3 separate regions of the Sus scrofa genome follow, and all the other regions are linked to region 1. Evidence: chromatin contacts called from public Hi-C and HiChIP or PLAC-seq data. All regions are on one chromosome and are shown on one strand. Each heading gives the region's core, a stretch centred on a gene start, on an enhancer-like site or on the middle of the called end of the contact. The rest is flanking DNA. Distances are from core to core; before and after follow the strand shown. Region 1 holds the start of GAS1 (growth arrest-specific protein 1). Region 2 has its middle 180 kb from the start of GAS1. Region 3 has its middle 200 kb from the start of GAS1.

Region 1 (3,299 bases), core at 606-3,105:
ATTTAGCCTTAATTTTTGTGACAGATGGAGTTGATAGTCTCTCCACGGAAAGGGGAGGAAAAAAGCGCCAGTTTTTGACAGGCCGCAGGCGCCCGGTGCCTCTGGTGGTCGAAGGCTGCGTTGCGCCGCAGTTAAGGTAGTTCGCAAACTCTCGCGCCTGGGTTGCAGAGGCTGCAGTACTCGGGCGGTTACCCTTCTTCAACCGAGCCAGGGATTGAAACTTACACTTTAATAGAAGCCTTGGAGGGTGCCGGTTTGTCCCCTTCTTCTAGGTTGTGACCGCGGCTCAACGTTCCTAAAGATGTTTAATACTATGATTGTTTTTTTCATCGCCGTCTGTGTTAGAAATTTATATTCTTAAAAAAAATAAATTGCCTTACTGGATTTCTGTCTTGCAGTTGACAAGGATGCCTCGCCCCCGGACCGTACCTGCCAGATCGGTAAACTGGGATCGGGTTGCGGGGGAGTGGAGGGGTGGAGGGAGGGTTGCAAATATCTCATCAGTACTCCTAATTAAGCGTGTGCCTCTTGTGTGCATTTGGATTTTATTTTTTCAAGTTTCAAAGTCCCACATTAAATTCTGAGTTCCCTCCCACCCCCCACCCCCCGGTCCCGGCACACCCACCCCCGTTGATGATCGGCAAAGATGGGAAACTCGAAAAACAAACTGAACTCTGAAGCCAGTAGAAAGCACAGATTGGGACCAGGGAGAATTAATAAAAGTGCCCCCCCCCAAGAAAAAAAAACTCACACAGTATAATGAACCAAACAAAAAGGACCATGGCCGAGCCGGATGCAAGCAGCTGCCCCCAAGCCCTGCCCGCTGGTTCTGTGCTGCGAGCAGAGGGCTCCATATCTGAGCCTCCTTAAGAGTAGGAGGAGCTCCCGGGCCTCTGTCAGGCTCCTTAAGCCGTTCCTTTCAGGCCCTGAATGCCTGAATGTGAGCTGCCCACCACCCTCCCCGCCCTCCCCCACTCCGCAACCCCACTCCAGCGGCTCGTAAAAAAAAAAAAAAAAAAAAGTTTCAACAACAACAGGCGGGACCAATAGCATCTCGAAAAGCCGGGAAAGGGGGCCGAGCAAAGGGCGAAAGAGAGTGGAGAAAGGAGAAAGCGGGCAGGCTCGGAGCGCGCGGGGCCGGAGCTCGGAGAGCCGGAGGAGCGTTGCTAATGTTTTTGTTTGTTTGCTTTTCCATGCATGCATAATGAGGGGGCACCGCGGCACCACGCGGGGGCTCCCGGCCCACTTTTGTATTTAAAGCCTCGCTGCGAGCGAGTCCGCAGCCCGGCTCAGCGGATCCGCTCCCCGGGCTCCTTGTCACCCGAGAAGCCGCCGCCGAGGCAAGCCCGGGAGCCGCTCTCTGGCCGCGCCAAGTTTCTCGTTCTCCTCGCGCCTCCCGGAAAGAGCTCCCCGGAGCTCGGCCGAGGCCGGGGTCGCCGCGGGCGGAGGGGGAGGGGACGCGGGCGGCCCGGCCGCGGGAAGGCGGGCAGCGCCCGGCCGCGAGCCAGGAAGCGGCGCGATGCGAGAGACCGCGGCGGCGGCGGCGGCGGCGCGGCGCTGAGCCCGGGAGGAAGGAGCCGCCGCGGCCGCACAACGGATCTGCAGGCGCGGAGCAAAATGCACCCGCGGCGCCGCGCGGTCCCGCAGCCCCGCCGCGGCCCCGCGGCCCGCAGCCCCCCGGGACGGCAGTGAGCGCCTCCCGCCACCGCCGGGGGCCGACCGGAGGAGCCCTCAGTGGCCGTGCACTTCTAGGAAGCCCCCGCAGCCCGAGTGCGAGCCGACCTTCTGCAAGCAGCGGGGCACCAGCCGGCGGCGCGCATGGATTTATGAAAACACTCATGCAAGAAGTTGGCAGGACAGGGGCAAACTTTTCCGCCGGCTCCGCGTCCGACGCTCCCCGCGCCTCGTCTCCTTTCCGCTCCTCGCCCGGCGGCCGCCGCTGCCCGCGATGGTGGCAGGGCTGCTGGGCGGCGGCGGCGGGGCCCGCGGGGGAACCGTGCCGGGCGCCTGGCTGTGCCTGATGGCGCTGCTGCAGCTGCTGGGCTCGGCGCCGCGGAGCTCGGGGCTGGCGCACGGCCGCCGCCTCATCTGCTGGCAGGCGCTGCTGCAGTGCCAGGGGGAGCCGGAGTGCAGCTACGCCTACAACCAGTACGCCGAGGCGTGCGCGCCGGTGCTGGCGCAGCGCGGCGGGGGCGACGCGCCGGGAACCGCCGCAGCCGCCGCCTTCCCTGCCTCCGCCGCCTCCTTCTCGTCGCGCTGGCGCTGTCCGAGCCATTGCATCTCGGCCCTCATTCAGCTCAACCACACGCGCCGCGGGCCCGCCTTGGAAGACTGTGATTGCGCGCAGGATGAGAACTGCAAGTCCACCAAGCGCGCCATTGAGCCGTGCCTGCCCCGGACGAGCGGCGGCGGCGCGGGCGGCCCGGGCGCGGGCGGGGTCATGGGCTGCACCGAGGCCCGGCGGCGCTGCGACCGCGACAGCCGCTGCAACCTGGCGCTCAGTCGCTACCTGACTTACTGTGGCAAGCTCTTCAACGGGCTGCGCTGCACCGACGAGTGCCGCACGGTCATCGAGGATATGCTGGCCGTGCCCAAGGCGGCGCTGCTCAATGACTGTGTGTGCGACGGCCTGGAGCGGCCCATCTGCGAGTCGGTCAAGGAGAACATGGCCCGCCTGTGCTTCGGCGCCGAGCTGGGCAACGGCCCGGGCAGTAGCGGCTCGGACGGGGGCCTGGACGACTACTACGATGAGGAGTATGACGACGAACAGCGCGCTGGGGGCGCGGGCGGGGAGCAGCCGCTGGACGACGACGACGGCGTCCCGCACCCGCCGCGCCCGGGCGGCGGCGCTGCTGCGGCAGGCGGCCGCGGCGACCTGCCCTACGGGTCCGGGCGCAGGAGCAGCAGCGGCGGCTGCCGCTCGGCGCCCCGAGGCGTCTGGACCCAGCTTGCCTCCATCTTGCTGCTGCTGCTGCTGCTGCTCCCGCTGCTCTTTTAGCCCGCGGGAGGGCGGGCGCCGGGACACCTGTGGCTCGGGGACAGGGTGGGTGGTTGGGGACGCTCTCTAGGTAGATTCTGCCTAGTCGGGCTCCCCCACCCACCCGACTCTTGCACGACCCCCGCCTCCTCTCCCGCGCAGGACTTTTTGGACATCCTCCCTGTCCCGCATTCCAGGCTCCAGAAACTCCTTGCAGAAACCCTCCTAGTTTGAGCTCAGGACGCCCGGGATGAAACGGGCTTGGGGGGGCGGCGGCGCGGGGGGGAACAGAACCGTAGTCCTGGACTCCGAAGAGAAGATG
Region 2 (3,482 bases), core at 737-3,236, 180 kb after region 1:
TCATCCAACACCAAATGCTGATCAACCCAGAGTTCTCCCAATACAGTTCCGAGAATCTGAACATACGAGAAAGAACTAAGCCCTGAAACACCATTCTTCCTGGGCTCTGGGGCCCTGGTCTCACGGTTTGAGCAGTTTGGGCAGAACACACAGCACCGAGATGGCCGCCAGAACACTCACAAATCCTCTTAGTGTTCCCTGGAGGCTTCCTGTGTTTGAGCCAAAAAATGACTCATGGATGATCAGTTTCATGGTGCTAAACCCCCAATCCCATGACAGCATCCTACCTCATCGGCTTTGACACTCTCCTTTGTAACTAAATCTTTGACAGAATTAGGTTCTCTTACCGTCACTCTTATTGAAGTAATATTGACTAGACTGGGTAACTTGCCAGCCAAGGCCACTCATTTATCATCTAGATATTGTATGGAAACCAAGAGACAACATAGCCTTACGGATCATGACAAGCTGCCGTTACAAATTTTCGAAGGTCTCACTGCGTATTTCTTTGTTTTTACTGTATTTGATTCTTTTTATAAATAGGGTGTTGTCCAAAGTATTCCCATCAGCCCCTCATAGATGTTATCCATGTTTGCATTCATTTTAAAAACCAAAACAAAATTAAATCAGTATTTGAGGAGGAAATTTATGGTGAACTTTTGGCTCATTCTACAATTGGGTTTTTTGTTTTTTTTGGGGGGGGGCACACCTGTGGCATGTTGAAGTTCCCTGGCTAGGGATCAAACCCACGCCACAGCAGTGGCAGAAGCTGCTGCACTGACAATGCCAGATCTTTAACTTCCTGTGCCACAATTTTTTAGTTTCAAGTTAATACTAGCCCAACAATATTAACATTAAGAAAAGACTATTAGAAGTGCCCACTCTGGTGCAGCGGATTAAGAATCTGAATGCAGTGGCTCAGGTGACTGCAGAGACACACGTTCGTCCCAGGCCTAGGACAGCGGATAAAAGAATCTGGTGTTGCCGCAGCTGTGGAACAGGTCTCAGCTGCTGCTCGGATTCAATCCCTGGCCGGGGAATTTCCATATGCCATGTGGTGTGTGGCCATTAAAAAAAGAAGAAAGGAAGAAAAGAAAAGAAAAAGACAAGACTAATAATAGTAATAAAATTACAATCGCTTAGTATTTAGCAATTAATATTTAAAATTCCCTGTTTCATCTGGTGTTGCCGTGAACTCTGGTATAGGTCGCAGATGCAGCTTGGATCTGGTGTTGCTGTGGCTGTGGTGGCCTGCTGCTGCAGCTCCGATTAGACCCCTAGCCTGGGAACCTCCACATGCCGCGGGTGTGGCCCTAAAAAAGACCCCAAAATAAAAATCCCTGTTCCAAGTACTGGATGCCTACTCTTTTGTTTAATCCTCACAATAATCATACAAAATAGGATAACCTCATTTCATTAATTAGGAAACAAGACCTTTAAGAGGTTGAGGTGAATGTACCAGGTCACACTGCTCAGTGTGGCAAGGTCAGGATTGAAATGAGTTCTCTCTGACATCTGACATCAGAAGCCTAGTCCCCCCCCCCTTTTTTTTTTTTTTTTTTGCTTTTTAGGGTTCCACCCATGGCATATGGAAGTTCCCAGGCTCGGGTCAAATTGGAGCTGCAGCTGCCGGCCTACACCTCAGCCACAGCAACACCAGATCTGAGCCATGTCTGCAACCTACACCACAGCTCATGGCAACGCTGGATCCTTAACTCACTGAGTGAGGCCAGGGATCAAATGTGTCATCCTCATGGTTACTAGTTGGGTTCATTACTGTGGAGCCACAATGGAAACTCCCAGAAGCCTATGCTTAACCTCAAAACAAAATTGGAGGGGAGGAAAATGAGATTTTTGATTTACTCTTCATCCATATTTTTTGGCATATGCTTGTTTTCCCATTTTCATTTTTCTCAATGTTTGGAAGGCAGAAAAGAACTCAAGTCTCAGAGCAATTTACCATTTGTTGAGTCAGATGCAGCTGACCTCAAAAGAACTGGGCAGGTTTTCATTTGAAGCTTTCTGCGTTAAATCATAGTTTATCTCTGAAGAGAAAGATGATGATGCCAAAAAGAAAAAAAGAAAGATAACACCTCATATTCAACCCAACATAAGCAATGTTGAAATCTCTAGAATTACATAAGGGCTTCCCACAAGAGTGATTTATTTAGGCTTCAGAAAATGTGGCGTTGGTGGTATGTGTGGGTGTGGGTGTGTGTGTGTGTGTGTGTGTAAGAGACAGGGAGAGAAAGAGAGAGGTTCATTGTTTGTATTTTTAAGAGTCAAGTCTTTAGAACCAGACTTCCTGTTTTAGGCAAGTTCACAGTGAGATAAACTAGAGCTAGTACTTAAATTTGTGTGTGTGTGTGTGTGTGTGTGTGTGTGTGTGTGTGTGTTTTAGAGGATGGGGTCAGGATGAAGTGGAATATTATTCCATTATGAGGAGATTATTCTGAATCTCTCAAATTTCCTATAGTTTAAACTTTCAGGAGTTCCCTGGTGGTGCAGAACTTTAAAGATCTGGTGTCATCCCTGCTGTGGATCTGGTTGCTGCTGTGGTACAGTTTCCATCCCTGACCCAGGAACTTCTGCATGCCTTGGGAACAGCTAAATATATATATGTGTATACATATTTTGTCTTTTTAGGGCTGCACCCAAGCCACGTCTGCTACCTACACCACAGCTCACAGCAACGCCGGATCCTTAACCCACTGAGCAAGGCCAGGGATTGAACCTGCAACGTCATGGTTCCTAGTCAGATTTGTTTCCACTGTGCCAAGACAGGAACTCCTATATATATTCATAATAATAAAAAAATTTTTAAAGTAATAATAAGACTTGGAAGTTCTCCCCTACCAAGTAGAAAATGAACCTGTTTATGCATTTGTTCATTAATGTCTGAGTTCATTCGTTTATTCTTCCATCAAATTCTTACTTATTCACATTTAAGAGTCTCAAATTACATGACATTTAAGTTGCAATACATGTATGTAATTTTCCCAATTTTCTAGGGAAAAAAGTAATATAATGCAATGTAATATTTTATCATAGATTACACATCACAGCACATTATATATTATATATGCCTACTATATATAGGTAGTATTTATTTAAATCTTACAAGTAATAGAAGAATTACGGGTGATTTAAATTTTGTCTTTGTATGTATTGGTTCTTTCAAATTTTCCACAATGAAAATATGTCACTTAGAGAGTTCCTGCTGTGGCACAGTGGGTTAAGGATCTGGCATTGCTGAAGCTGTGGCATAGGTCACAGCTGTAGCTCAGATTTGATGCCTGGCGCAAGAACTTCCATATCGTGTGCTCCCCACAGCCCCCCAAAAATGCTACTTATGTGCTTAGAAAACAGGATGATAGTTTTTTAGTTTTTTTTGGGGGGGGGAGTCTGCACCTGTGGCATGTGTAAGTTCCCAGGCTAGGAGTAAAATCAGAGCTGCAGGTGCTGGCCTACGCCACAGCCAC
Region 3 (3,492 bases), core at 395-2,894, 200 kb after region 1:
CGGGATGCATTCCCCATTTATTTCTCCTCTTGGATTTTCATTCCTGAGACTTGATCCTCTAAATGCTTTCTATACATAAATAATCTGTGTCTGTTTCAAAGGCTCCAACTATCCCATGACCACTTGAGCAGTATAAGAAAACCCAGCGCTCGAATCTGGCACCTCCGAATTCTGCATGCTCTCCAGAGTGATGCGGCTGATGGAGAGCAACGTGGAGACTCTCTGGATTAGGGAGTGAGTCTGGATGGCACGGGAGGGAGCTGATGTGTGATTGGACTTTTAGGAAGTCGAAGGACCTGAAATAAAGCATAGGTCCAATTGTGAAAATGCAGAATAAGCTGATGCAGGAAACTTTACTTGGGATGCAGATGTATCCCTTTAAGGCAAGGCATGTAAATGACCCATCTTTGTTGAGACTGTGCCCTGTCCAATGCTTGGCATGGAATAGGTCCTCAGTAAAATGTTTGATGAACTGAGTCGAGTGTTTACCACCAGTCCAAACAGATGGAGTGACATCTGTTTACCGGACGAGCATGGCAAACATTTAAGAACAAATGAGGGGGTTAACAACCCAAGTAGTATCGATGAGAATGCAGGGTTGATTGCTGGCCTCACTCCGTGGGTTAAGGATCTAGCATCACCATGAGCTGCAGTGTAAGTTACAGATGTGGCTTGGATCCCACATTGCTGTGGCTCTGGTATAGGCCAGCAGCTACAGCTCCAATTCTACCCCTAAACTGGGAACTTCCTTATGCCATGGATATGGCCCTAAAAAGACAAAAAAAAAAAAATTTAATTAAAAAAAATCAAATGAGGAGTTCCCTGGTAGCTCAGCAGGTTAAGGAGCTGGTGTTGTCACTGTGTGACTCTGGTTACTGCTGTGGCATGGACTAGCCCATTCTCCACTCTCTTGGCTGGCTGGTGCTGTCTTTACATGATCTTCCCCAGCTGTCCAGTTGAAATTCACTATTTGAGGACAATTTTGTTCTATCAGTCATTTACTCTTTAGTGAGAACTTGAGTCAAGATGCTACATCTGTAGAAAGACTTGTCTGTCATATCTCATTATTTAATTGTAAAATGAGAGGAAGCCAATTGGGAAGGAACACTCAAGAATCTGTGACCAAACAGGGCAGAAAATATTCGGGAGGGGCAGGGTGGAAATTCCGGGTTTCTAAACCCTCGTCACTGACCCATCCAACAGATTACAAAAGCCAACCTTGGTCCACATTTTCTCTGCTGTCCATAGATGCTAAATATATCTCTCAGAGACAGTGTGTTTGAATAGCATTCTTTAAGGGGGAGTTGAATTTGGTAATGAAAATAATGTTAGGTGTACTCATCCGATTGAAAGGTATCCCATTATTTATAGCTCTTTTATCTAAATACAGAAGGAATGGCTGTGAACGAACAAGATCCTAAGATATTTTCAGCTTGTTCCAAACAGAATATATTTCCTCCTCACTTATATTCTGAGATAATAATAATATTTAACAAGCCTACTTGGGAACAGTTTTTCCCTTTCTGTTAGCCGTGAGCCCATCTGTTCTTCATATAAATTTGGCTTCAACATCCACACCATTCAATTGTGCAACAGTGCTCTGTATGCCTTCACTTTAGCACGCAAGAGGTTCCATTGTGAAATTCTCTCTTAGGTGGAGTGGTTGGCTTCCATTCTTCAACACACTGAATGTCAAATCCTTACCGTAGGCTGAATGTGGAATCTAGGATTTGGACCAAGTTGCCTAAAACCTTGGTTTACGCAACAAACACACATGAACTTCTTCTCCTCTCTTTACCTCTTTTATCAAGATGAGTGAATCCCGTTCTTGAACAGGTCTTAGCCCCCCCACGCCGGGGATGGCGGAGGAGGGGGGTGTGTGTGACTAGAACAAAGAGGAGTCATTCTCCTAATCCCACAGTGCTGACCCCTGGGGTAGGCAAAATGGAGAACAAAATCATTTGCATTCCTTAGTCAGGTTCCCTCTCCTGTGAATCAAAGGAGAGAAAGCATAGCCACTTAAATTCCTGGATTCATAAAGAAGATCATAAGGTTTTATTATGGGAGCTTGGAGAACATCTAAACTGAACTTCCTTCTTATTCACAGATACTGGTCACTCAGCCACTTCTCCATAGCCATCTGCTTAGTAAGTGGCAGGTCTGACATCATAGCCAAGTTTCTAATTCAGGGTCTTTTAAAAGCCAAATATTCTTAGAGTCTTATCAGAAACTCTAATTTTTTACTGAACTTTAAAAGAGGTGAAAATGTCCACATATCATTAACTCTGAAGATACTCTAATTGCCGCTATTGTAGTTAATTCTATGAGATGAATCTGGGGAATAATTAACCTGTTTTCTTGAATGGAATAAGGCTGCTTCTAGACATAGCATTGCATCGAAAGTCCCAGAGCTATTAGCAGACATTAGTCATCTCCTAATTTCTTTATAAGTTCGTCATTTTGGCAGGCCTGAACCACGTGCCATCTGCAGATGTTGAAGGGAGTGTCTATGGGTAAAAAATAGCTCAAAACTCTTGGGTTTAGAATTTTATTTAAGTGCTTCCTGTAGCAAGAGTTTTTAAAATGTGCTCTGCAGAGCCCAGGGGGGTTCATGGAGCTTTCTTGGAGATCCCAGGGGGAAAGGGTGGGGGTGTCATGAGGGAAATGAAATGACAAGGGCCAAAGTCTCTTCATGCAGAACAGCATATTTTTCTTCTTTTTAAAGCATTAGGTTTTCACACAAGCCAGTGCACCCTTTTGAGAATCTAACAAAAACTTTGAAACCCAACTCCCCAGAAAAATGCACAAACATCCATAGAGAAAGAGTTCACATGTGATTACAGGATGTTCACAGGCTCTCTGATGATCCTTCTGGACCATCATTCCACAGGCTCCCAGATTAAGAACCTTTGAGGAAAGCTTTCCTAGTTGAAGGCTGCTTTTATCTAAGAAAGAAAAAAAGGAAAAGCCACTGATCCATCTATATTCATACATGTCTAGGTTCTGCCAATATCTTGATGTTTGGTCAGTTCCAAAGAGCTGCATTTTTATGGCCCTTTGAAATACGCTATGTATTTCATGTATAAATTAATTATACACCCTCAAAAATTGGATGCCTCTGTGTGTCTGTGGGTGTGTATAATTTAAAATTGTGATTTGTGGAGTTCCTATTGTGCCTCAGTGGGTTAAGAAGCTGACTGGTATCCATAAGGATGCCAGTTTGATCCCTGGCCTTCCCCAGTGCGTTATAGATCTGGCATTGCCGTGAGCTGTGGTGTAGGTCACAGATGCAGCTCAGATCCCAAGTTGCTGTGGCTGTGGTGTAGGCTGGCAGGCATAGCTCCAATTCAACCCCTTCCATATGCCGTGGGTACAGCCTTAAAAAGCAAAATAAATAAATAAATAAATAATACACGTGTGCTATGTGTTTGAAGAAGAAAATTACCTTATAATGGGGAGGGGTGAGGAAAAGGATATGACATTTCGTCTAAG

What was found. Hi-C and Micro-C count contacts between places; a contact is called where the count stands out from the background. HiChIP or PLAC-seq counts read pairs in DNA pulled down with a chosen protein or histone mark.
Region 2: a Hi-C map of embryonic fibroblasts shows a contact between it and region 1, with 4 times the contacts expected there. The contact joins the enhancer-like site here to the promoter of GAS1 in region 1. A contact is called at or near these places in 1 of 5 promoter capture datasets (liver), 8 of 47 Hi-C or Micro-C datasets (embryonic fibroblasts, fibroblasts, heart right ventricle and 4 more) and 1 of 2 datasets of contacts at active chromatin or transcription factors (skeletal muscle).
Region 3: a contact with region 1 is called in an H3K27ac HiChIP or PLAC-seq map of skeletal muscle, with 5 times the contacts expected there. The contact joins the enhancer-like site here to the promoter of GAS1 in region 1. A contact is called at or near these places in 1 of 5 promoter capture datasets (fetal skeletal muscle), 5 of 47 Hi-C or Micro-C datasets (embryonic fibroblasts, fetal skeletal muscle, heart right ventricle and 1 more) and 1 of 2 datasets of contacts at active chromatin or transcription factors (skeletal muscle).

What each region holds. Positions count from the first base shown.
Region 1 is chr10:28,507,313-28,510,611 of Sscrofa11.1, forward strand. GAS1 (growth arrest-specific protein 1) reads left to right here and starts at 1,856. Exons shown (of 1, transcript XM_021064627.1): 1 at 1,856-3,299. The coding sequence starts at 1,949. The coding sequence ends at 2,998.
Region 2 is chr10:28,691,880-28,695,361 of Sscrofa11.1, forward strand. No RefSeq gene overlaps it. Among named protein-coding and RNA genes, the nearest start is that of GAS1, 180 kb to the left of the region's middle. Within about 2 kb of position 1,987, at least 6 of the 83 cell types and tissues checked have an H3K27ac peak or open chromatin away from gene starts, as enhancers often do. A contact at or near this core is called in embryonic fibroblasts, where this site is marked.
Region 3 is chr10:28,710,902-28,714,393 of Sscrofa11.1, forward strand. No RefSeq gene overlaps it. Among named protein-coding and RNA genes, the nearest start is that of GAS1, 200 kb to the left of the region's middle. Within about 2 kb of position 1,645, at least 13 of the 83 cell types and tissues checked have an H3K27ac peak or open chromatin away from gene starts, as enhancers often do. A contact at or near this core is called in fetal skeletal muscle, omental adipose tissue and skeletal muscle, where this site is marked.